2 separate regions of the Mus musculus genome follow, and region 1 is linked to region 2. Evidence: chromatin contacts called from public ChIA-PET data. All regions are on one chromosome and are shown on one strand. Each heading gives the region's core, a stretch centred on a gene start, on an enhancer-like site or on the middle of the called end of the contact. The rest is flanking DNA. Distances are from core to core; before and after follow the strand shown.

Region 1 (4,893 bases), core at 566-3,065, 530 kb before region 2:
GCAATTACTGCCACTCTTAAGATCACGTAAGATGACACCTTTTGTTATAAATTACACACATCCCTTGCTGGACATAATTGTGACTTCACCTGCCTGCTTGGTCGTTTGAGCAAACAGCCTTCTTCTCCATGGTCCTCCTTGTCTGTTTTTAAATCTTCCCGAGGAGCAGAGAACATTCCACCGCTGGCTTGCACTGCAGCAGAGCTCAGCCTTCTGAGGCTCCTGCAGCCCTCTGTGGCAGCTCTTGTTTGCTGTGCTCTGAAAACACACTTCTCCTCCATAGATTATGGCCCAATGGCTGCTCAGTTCCAAAACTGTGCCTGCCATACAGGACACAGAGAAAGATGAATTAGTGAGCCGTGTTGCATAAGAAGCTTCACTCTTTCCCTTTGAGTCCCCAAAATAGTACATTAAAGCTTGCCATGTATCAGGCTGGAGAGGTGGCCTGGTGCTTAAAAGCACTTGCTGCCCTTGCAGAGGACCCTAGTTCAGTTCTGAGAACCCATTTTAGGCTGCTCACAATGACCTGTAACTCTGGTTTCATGGGGTCCAAATGCCCTTTTCTAGCCTCTGTGGGCATTTTCACATGTTGTATACAACAATACACACAAACACTTTTTAAAAATGGAATAATTTACCTGTACAAATTATTCTACATCATCTAATACTTAATGCTTAAGTTTTCAAATAATAAAAAGTCATGTTAGAATAGAAACACTGTCCCCAGAAGTATAAAACTTATTAATAATAATTGACACATTTTCTCTTGATTATTTTCTTATAGTCAGTTCCCCTGCCGGCTTCATGCCTCTCAACTACTAAATTCTTATGCACTCTGTAGCACATGATATTTGTTCATTAAATGTCAAACAATGAAAAAATAAAAGAGATAAATACAAATAGGGCATAGCACCAGGATCCTTCCTTCTCGATCCCAGGAGTCAGAGAAGAGCTTACGTGGTCCCCAGTAGATCTTTGGTTTGGTAGATCTTAATTGTTTCCTTAGAGCAGAGCCCCCTACCATCAGCTGAGTCTCCAATCTAGAACCCAGTGGGAAGGGAAAGAAGCGCAGGGAAGAATAAGAGGAAACTATCAGTCCTGACAGCGGATGGACAGTTCGAGGGACACATTTGCGTTGGAATGCAGTTCTCATCCTGGACTTACCAATCTGAGTAGGACTAAGGAGATGACTCAGTCAGTAAAGTGCTTACCCTATAAGTACCTGATTCGATCCTGAACCCAAGTTTAAAGAGGAAAGGGGAAAAAAAAAAAAGCTTGGTGACAGTGCATGAAATACCAGCACTGGGGAGAGAGGCAGGACAAGTAGAACTCTCTCGGGCTGGCTAGAGTAGCCTAATGGACAGCAAACTCCAAGTGAATGAAAGACCTTGTTTCAAAAATGCAAGGTCAATAGTGCCTGGGTGCCTGAGGAATATCTGTAGTTGTCCTCCGGCCTGTGCACATGCACACACAGAAACACACACATACACTGCCTCCCCCAAGTGAGTGCAATCTCCGCCTGCCACCATGTGGACAGCTTTCTGCAGGTCTTTCCCACTAAACTGCTCTTATTCCATCAAGTTCAGCCAGGCAGGACAACAGGTGCCCATGATGAGGCAGTAGCAATGTCCTAGGATGCCCCCTGTCTTTCTCTAGTGGTTGTCCGATAAAGATGGCAATCATTACCACAAACGTTAGCTTCCTATCCTGTGTCCCAGAAATCACAACCAAGAGCCTCACTCTTCCTTGTCTTGTCGATAGTTAACAGCCGAGGAGCCTTCTCTGATGGCCAATGGTTGAGATCAATCGTTGTGTCTGAGAGAGAAGGTGAGGAAGTGGGCTCTGCTTCCTTCCTGCACTCCACAGTATAAACACAGAATGCACACTGCGGTCGTTGTATTTGTGTTCGATGTGAATTAAAGATGCTTTGGCTAAGCCAGGAGATGATAATACTGTTCTCAGTCTCAACATGAACTTGTCCAGAGGAGCAGGACCAGAAAGACGATCCATATGCTAAAATGTGGTTATGAATATCTATCTAGCTCAGAGTTGGAACAATTTAATGGGGTTTGATGACTGACATCAAATGCTTGCAAGACTAGTGGTCTGTTTCAGTTGGCCCTCGGTAGTACCTGGTGAGAGGAACCCAAAATAAGTTATACCCACGCCATAAAATCAATAACTCCAAACACAAGGTGCTGGCTGGAGACTGGTCCTCCAGGGGACTTCAGAGGGAGCTTGATGGCTCCGCCTCAGACATTTCTAAGTATCTAAGCACCAAGACTACTACAGTGTAAAATCATGATTAAACAGTCTAAATGTCCTGTAGACGACTGACCAAACACACCGAGGGCCCCTGGGAGAGTCCTGGAGGGAGGATCGCCTGTTAGTCTGATTGGAATTGGGTGGAAATTGTCTTTTCTCCCTCCCCTAATTTGTTTGGAAAGTTCTCATAGCAAGGTAGGCTTGATTTTGTATGGTTTGTTTTGCTTCATTTTGCTTGGGAAGAAATGGGGTGAGATCCCATCGGGTTGGGCATGAAAGGTCACAGGTCAGACACAGAGATGGAAGAGTAGAGGGCGAGTTCAAGAGTTAAAAAAAAATGGTGTATGGGTAGGCAATCAATCAATCCACATAAAACTAGGGGGGAAAAAACCTGTATCACTGCCCAATTACTAATCCCAGGAATATTCATGGCTATACTCAGCCTCACCTAAAAATAGAAAGGGCGAGTGCTCCTCAGATAGGTTTTGATCTGATCCTCAAATTATGGGTATAGAGCTCATCCTTCCATGGGTGTTCAGATCACTGTTTGGAGATTCTATGCATCCCAAACATCACCTTTCCTTAATGTTTAAGGCATGATGTAACTGCTATGCAATGCCTTGATTGTCCCATCTGGTGAGAGAGACCTTTTGAAGCAAACTCTTGTGAATTGAAAATAGTTTTCTGACATAAATACAGTGGCAAATGTCTTCTCAAACTCAAAAGAGCTTGTGTCTGCTGACGCTCTGTGGTTATGTTTCAAGTCTTTTCATTAAGCTAAGAGGTTAGTTTCCTTTTAAGTAAGTAATGTGGGGGGCCAATGAGACAGCTCAGCTGATATAGGGTCCTCCCACCAACTGTAACAATCTGAGTTCAGTCCCTAGAATTGGCAGGATAGTCCCTAATATCCATACATGTGTGCACTTGCACACACACAAGTAAATAGATGTGAAGAATAATATTTTTTAATTTACTGTATCTGAGCAAAGAAATGACCATAAATGCCACATCACCCAAACTATATAAAGTTTAAATAGGAACCAGTATGTTATTATTCTTTGGGATATTAAGCTTTAGCCTCATACCCTTTTCTCTGATATTTGGCTTACAGAAAAATCAAATCTTCCCTCAGGGATAAGACTAAAGTCTGAAAAGCTAACATTAATATTGTAAATTCAAAAATGAAAATGCTTCCTTGCAGTATTAAAACTTGCGGTAGCCCTTCTTATAAGGTCTCTAGATACACATACACATGGACACATACAAGCACATAGCACATGCAGACACACATACACACTCATTCTCAAACACAGGCACACATGTACACACACACACACACACACACACACACACACACACACACAGGCTTGAACCTACACAGTGTAGCATTTGGATCACAAAGGGTTATGTACAAAGAAAAGCTGCTAACAAGACAAAACAAACCCCAGTAACACCCGCTGGTCACCAAAACAACATTATCTTTTCGATGAGAAAATGTTTCCTTCGGAGTCTGAACCCTGAACTGGCACCTGTGCTTTCCTGGATTTTCACTATTGAACTGAGCTATACAGGGCTTTACAGGGCTCCAGCTGGTGGCCAAGTCCTCACTGGCGTGGCAGGCCTTCTGAAAAGAAACAGACACTTCACACCTATGCACCTTCCCTCTGCCCACATTCTGTTCACTATTAGAGAACTCAGGTGAGTTAAGTCGTGTTCACAGGAGATGAGAATATTTCAGAAGCAAAGAGAAGTCTTATTCCCAAGTGGCCTGTCAGGCCTGACTTTCCAGGGCACTCTGCATTTCTTCCTCTATTCAAAGATCAAGTCTTGGGTATCCCAGGATTAAAATAATTTCATCCATCTAGAAATGGGGAAAATGTACTAGTAGGAAGAAAAAAGAAAACTATCCCATGGTTTCTAAAAGCTGTCATCTCCTAAATAGAAACCCTTAAAGAAACCAATGTTAAATGCACAGTAACTTGAGGAACAGCTGAAATAAAAAGAAATGTTGATTTTTCTCATCAGTGGGTAAAGGGCACCTGTAACTCTCACTCAACATATTTCACTTAACAAAGAAAAACCTCTTCGTGCTTTTCCGTTACTAAAAGTTGTAGCAAACCATAAAACGATTGCCAGTGGTGCTGGAATGCTTGTCTGGTCTGGGGGTCCGGACCCACTGGGCGTTCCCAGCCTCAGCCAGACTGTTTTGCTAATCCCTGTGGGTGGTACCTCGGGGCTGACGAAGCTTTGTGTGAATGCTTGCTTAGGTGGTCTTTGGGAACCTGGCATGGGCAGCCAGCAGGTTTCTGATCTCTGGTTTGCATTGATCTTACATCTAGACACAGACTCAGAAGAACAGACCCTCCCCTTTCCAGTGCCTTCGGAAAGATTGCCGCTCCGTAGGATGAGCCCTTTCTCCTCCACCCTTAATCTACAACCCAGCTTCCCCGGGAGGTCCTACTTTGATTTCCGGTCCTCACCCCACCAGCTGAGTTTGCATTCTTCTTTACAGTCTCTCAATGCACCGGGTGAGCTGAGCTGTCAGATCTTTCTCTTCATCTCTGTGTCTCGGAGGCATCTCTGAAATGCCCGTGTTGTTCTTATCATCCGTGTGTGTGTGTGTGTGTG
Region 2 (4,719 bases), core at 680-3,179:
GGCACTTCAGACAGAAAATTGTCTGAGGTGGAGATGATAGGTTGAACCTGAGCCACCTACTGGCTGGAACCAACATTCAAACCAGCGAGTCCTTCCTTCCAGCGACAGTCTGTCCTGTTAAGCTGGTCTAACCCTAAAGATGAAGGACTACCATCAAGCACCGAATGGGAATTACATTGGTATGGTGACAAAGAACCACAAAGTTTTACAGTTATAAGGTCTTTTAAGTGACTGCATAGCTCTCATTTTTACAGTGGAGGAAACACAAGTGCCCTCCCCTGTGAGTGGCTATCTGGAGGCATGGACATTTAAAGCTCTCTCTTAGTCTAGTGATTAAGGAAAGGTTGAGCCAGGAAGTCTGCATGGGACTGACCTAGGCACATATGTTATACTTGTGTAGCTTGGTTTTCTTTTTTTTTTTTTTTTGTTTTTTTTTTTTTTAAGATTTATTTATTTATTTATTTATTTATTATATGTAAGTACACTGTAGCTGTCTTCAGACACTCCAGAAGAGGGGAGTCAGATCTCGTTATGGATGGTTGTGAGCCACCATGTGGTTGCTGGGATTTGAACTCAGGACCTTCGGAAGAGCAGTCGGGTGCTCTTACCCACTGAGCCATCTCACCAGCCCGTAGCTTGGTTTTCAAGTGGGATAAGCAGGAGCCCGCCTTTGGGACCCTTTTCTCCTACTGGGCTGCCCTGTCTAGCTTCAAGAGGAGAGAATGTGTCTAGTCTTATGCAACGTCACATACAGTGGCTGGTTGATATCCATAGGAGGCTGCCCCTTTTCCTAAGTGGGTGGGTGGGGGTGGGGTCGATAGTGAGAAGAAGGCTACAGCGCTTTGGATGCCTGCTTTTAAAAATTTGGCAAGAATTTGAGGTTGGGCCAGGACTGGGAAGTAGGCTCAAGATGAACACAGCTGAGGACAGAGTTATTTTGTATTTTGATGGGTCTTGATAAGACTCTGAATACAACTATCATGGCACCTTTGTTTAGGCTTTGTTCCTTAACTCTGTTTATGACTTAGGACTGACCTTATTCTTTGCATGTACTTAGAATTGTATAAAAGCAGACTGACTGGAGGAAAAATAACCTTGCTTCAACCTCAGAACGGGCTAGGGTTATGTTAATAGTACTGTCTAATTGTCTTTTTCTTTTCAATTTTTTCATCCCTCCCTGGAGAACCTGTTGACTGAGCTGGCTTAGTCAGGAAGGCCTGAGAGAAGGAAGGGGAAGCTGGGGCAGAGATGTAAATTAATAAAGAAAAGTTTGGGGCTAGAGAGATGGCTCTATGGTTAAGACTGTTAACTGGTCTTACCTGAGGGCCTAGATTCCCAGCACCCACATGGCAGCTCAGAATTTCCAGTTCCAGGCGATCCTGTACTCCCCTTTCTGGTCTCACAAACTCCTGCACATACCTGTTGCAATAAGCTCGCATAGGCACATATACAAGTCAATAATAGAAACCAAAAAAACAACACTAAATGACGACAGAGACCGAGCCGTCTACTTTCATCCAGCGCCTAGCTCAGCGCCCGATATTTACAAGCTGAGTCAGTGGTTGAATGAACAACCAACCAGGAGCCCCATGAAGGGCCCAGAAACCTGCGGGCAATCAGCAGGGTAGTGACAGGGAGCGGCAGGAGGTGGCTTAGTCCCCAGCTCCCGGGCCACAGCGTCGCCAACCGACCAGGAGGCGTGGCCGAAGGAGAGGCCGCAGGAGCCAGGGGTCACCCCGACATGCCCAGCCTTCTCTGGCGGAACAGCGCCGGCGTCCAGTCAAGCCTGTGCGGGCGGAGGTCCCGGAGAGTGGAACCACCACCCGGTCCCCGCCTTCGCCCTAGCTCCTCTTACTCACGGCGTGCTGCGTCCCTGCGCCTGGCCGGCCCTTCGCCCTCGGTCTTTTCCTTCCACGGCGCTCGCTCATTGGCCAGCGGAGACCACGCCCACGTCAGGCAAACGCGCGTGTTTCATTGGCTCTCGTCTGGGGGCGGGGCTGGAGAGCGGCGCGCTTCACCCTTAGAGTCCGTTCAGGTTGCGGGTGCTGGGGTGGAGGGAGGGGAGGTGGCGCAGGCCATGTGGCCGACCCTGCGCTACGTAGGCGGTGTCTGCGGACTGGCCCGGTACTGCGTGGCTGGGGGCTTCCTCCGCGCAAGTGGACCGGCGTCCGGGGTGCCCGGGCTACTGTGCGGGGGTGGCCGCAGAAGCTCCAGCACCAGGTAAGTGAGAGGCGGCGGCCTGCACTTGCTGTTCCGCTCAGGGATCTCCAACTGAACCTGTCTGTGTCCCCCGACTCGATGTCTCTGTCCCCGGCGAGGAAGTCCTGATTCTGTGGTCCAGCCTCGAATCCCAGGAGCTGCTGACCCGCAGGGTTCGTCCACTGCGTTTGTGCGCCATAGGAAAGGCAGTGTTGAGTTGAGGTCCGGAGCTAATCTGGCTCCGAATACACAACTCCTCTCCATTTCTTAACCACTCTAAAGGGTGACTGGTGACTAGGATCCTAGTCTGGCCCCTAGGTGGTCACTTTGAAGATTAAAAGACCTAGCACACTGCCAATAAGTATGCAGCTTCTTAACTATCATCCCCTGTGTTGCTTGGAAAATCCAGAACTTGGCTTCTGTGGGTCAGTTCCTTGCACACACTAGAGTTGTCCTCACTAGAAGCAACTCAGTTGCCTACTGTGAGCTGCCTAGGAAAGCTGGCAAATACAGTGTTCGGTGTGAAAGCTTTAAGGGCGGGGTGGAGGGGTGGGGGTGGGGGAGCTTTTGATTGTTTGAGACAAGGTAGACCATGCGAATGGATTTAGTGGCAGACCGAGGTGTGGCACGACCCTGGAGAGGGGCAGTGTTTTTGTTTAAGACGCGTTTAAAGCATGTTAAACGGTACTGGTTTGTTTTCCTTTGGCTGTCCTATGACTCCGGTGTAGATCAGGCTGGCCTCTAATGCCTCAAGCTATCAACCTGCCACTCCTTTCCTAGTGCAGGAATTAAAGGCACGTGCCACCCAACCTGCGCCACCTTAACTTTTGAGACTGGATCTCTCCCAATTTCTCTCCCTCTCCCTGTCCCCCTCCCTTTTTCCCTCCCCCTCCGTGTGTGTGTGTGTGTGTGTGTGTGTGTGTGTGTGTTTCTATCTGTCACTTGCTTTTTCCACATGGGGTCTCTCTTTGTATCCTGGCTATCTTGTTGACCAGGCTGTCCTTGAACTCAGAGATCTTCAGTGTCTGCAGGGATTAAAGGTGTTTGCCTCCACTGCCTCGGGGCAGGAGAGGGATGGGGTGGGGGATAGGGTCTCTTGAGGTGATTGGTTGGTTGCTCAGTAAGCACGAGGGATCTGCCTGTCTCCCTGCCCCTGATCCCAAGGTTACATGGGTTGAACAAGGAATGCCCTTACATAAAGGTGCTTTGGGTACAAACTCAAGTCCTCACTTGTATGGCAAGCACTTTGCCAATTAACCATTTTCTTATCCCAGTTTTTAAAATACTGATTATTTTGAAACAATTGTAGACCTATAGAAAGTTGCAAAAATTATAGAATGGTTTTATGTCACCTTCCTCCTGTCCCACCATTTGCCTTGGTGTTAATGTTGATACAATGCACACATTCAGGTTTTACCAAATTTATGTGCATTCTGTGTTCTGTGTATAGCTCTATACAGTTTAATCATATTTTGTGTAATCTCAGTTTGGGCATAGAAATGCTCTATTGTGGGCCTGGACACGGGTGCCCTCTAAGGTGTCAGGGCCCGGTTATTAGTGAGCTTTTGAGGATCACCAAAGACGAGCCCTGACAGCTGCCCACAGCTCTGCCAGACACTGGGCTATAGCAGCTGCCCTGGTAGCAACATGAATGAACAGTATCTGCCAAGTGCTGGCTTTCTAATAGTCAGCAGTGATACCAGCCAAAAAGTAAGGTTTAGGGACTTTCCTGGATCCTGTAACTGTGGACTAGGTCTTTGCTGGATTTGGTCTGTGTTCCCATTTTGGCAGGTTTGGGGGCCTCCATGCTAGGTTCTAAGCTTAGGATGGTGCCTATAACATGATTGGTTGTGCTAAGGTCTATGGGCCTCTGAAAGCATCTCTGGAGAGAAAACCTTGACCATAACCTATCCTCCCATAACCTATCCTCAGGTAGAGGCATCTATCTGCTGGTTGTCTCATGTAGGAGGCCTCCACCCTCACCATCCTTTGGTTCACTTTCATCCATGGTTCCCCTGACTCCTTCCCTGCCACCCAGGAGCCTATGATAAAAGCTCCATCATGATCAGAGTGAAGCTGAAGAAGGTTCATATGCAGAGACTATGGTCCCAGCAGAACTTAAGTATCTGATTCTGTCTGGGAGGGCAAAGGGCAAATGATAGTATAAATGGTATGTGCTATGTAATGAGATATGTGTCATATAATACATAAATGACATGTTATAAATTAGTACTTTAATTGCTCCCTAATGAGAATTATGCAAGTGAAGTTTGGTGAGGTCTATAAACATAAATATGTGGATGCTCCATCTTCATGCACATCAGAAGCCAAAAGCAGACCCCACTACAGATGGTTGTGAGTCACCGTGTGGTTGCTGGAAATTGAACTTAGGATCTCTGGAAAAGCAGCCAGGCCTCTTAACCCCCAAGCCATCTCTCCAGCTCCTAAATTGAAATTCTTAAAGCTTGCTTTCTCTTAAAGCTCTTTTGATATAGTCATCGTTGGAGGTGGAATTGTGGG

Evidence for each region. ChIA-PET counts read pairs in DNA pulled down with a chosen protein or histone mark.
Region 1: a contact with region 2 is called in an RNA polymerase II ChIA-PET map of memory CD8 T cells, with 6 read pairs. The contact joins the enhancer-like site here to the promoter of Dmac2l in region 2. A contact is called at or near these places in 4 of 39 promoter capture datasets (the 3T3-L1 cell line, HPC-7-derived erythroid cells, neutrophils and 1 more), 1 of 115 datasets of contacts at active chromatin or transcription factors (memory CD8 T cells) and 1 of 9 other capture datasets (liver).

What each region holds. Positions count from the first base shown.
Region 1 is chr12:70,254,938-70,259,830 of GRCm38.p6, reverse strand. Trim9 (tripartite motif-containing 9) reads left to right here. Exons shown (of 14, transcript NM_001286388.1): 9 at 4,605-4,793. Among named protein-coding and RNA genes, the nearest start is that of Gm38467, 26 kb to the right of the region's middle. Within about 2 kb of position 1,815, at least 11 of the 459 cell types and tissues checked have an H3K27ac peak or open chromatin away from gene starts, as enhancers often do. A contact at or near this core is called in memory CD8 T cells, where this site is marked.
Region 2 is chr12:69,722,155-69,726,873 of GRCm38.p6, reverse strand. It overlaps Dmac2l (distal membrane arm assembly complex 2 like), which reads right to left and starts at 1,929. Exons shown (of 5, transcript NM_026536.2): 1 at 1,860-1,929. L2hgdh (L-2-hydroxyglutarate dehydrogenase) reads left to right here and starts at 2,000. Exons shown (of 10, transcript NM_145443.2): 1 at 2,000-2,220; 2 at 4,681-4,719. The coding sequence starts at 2,078.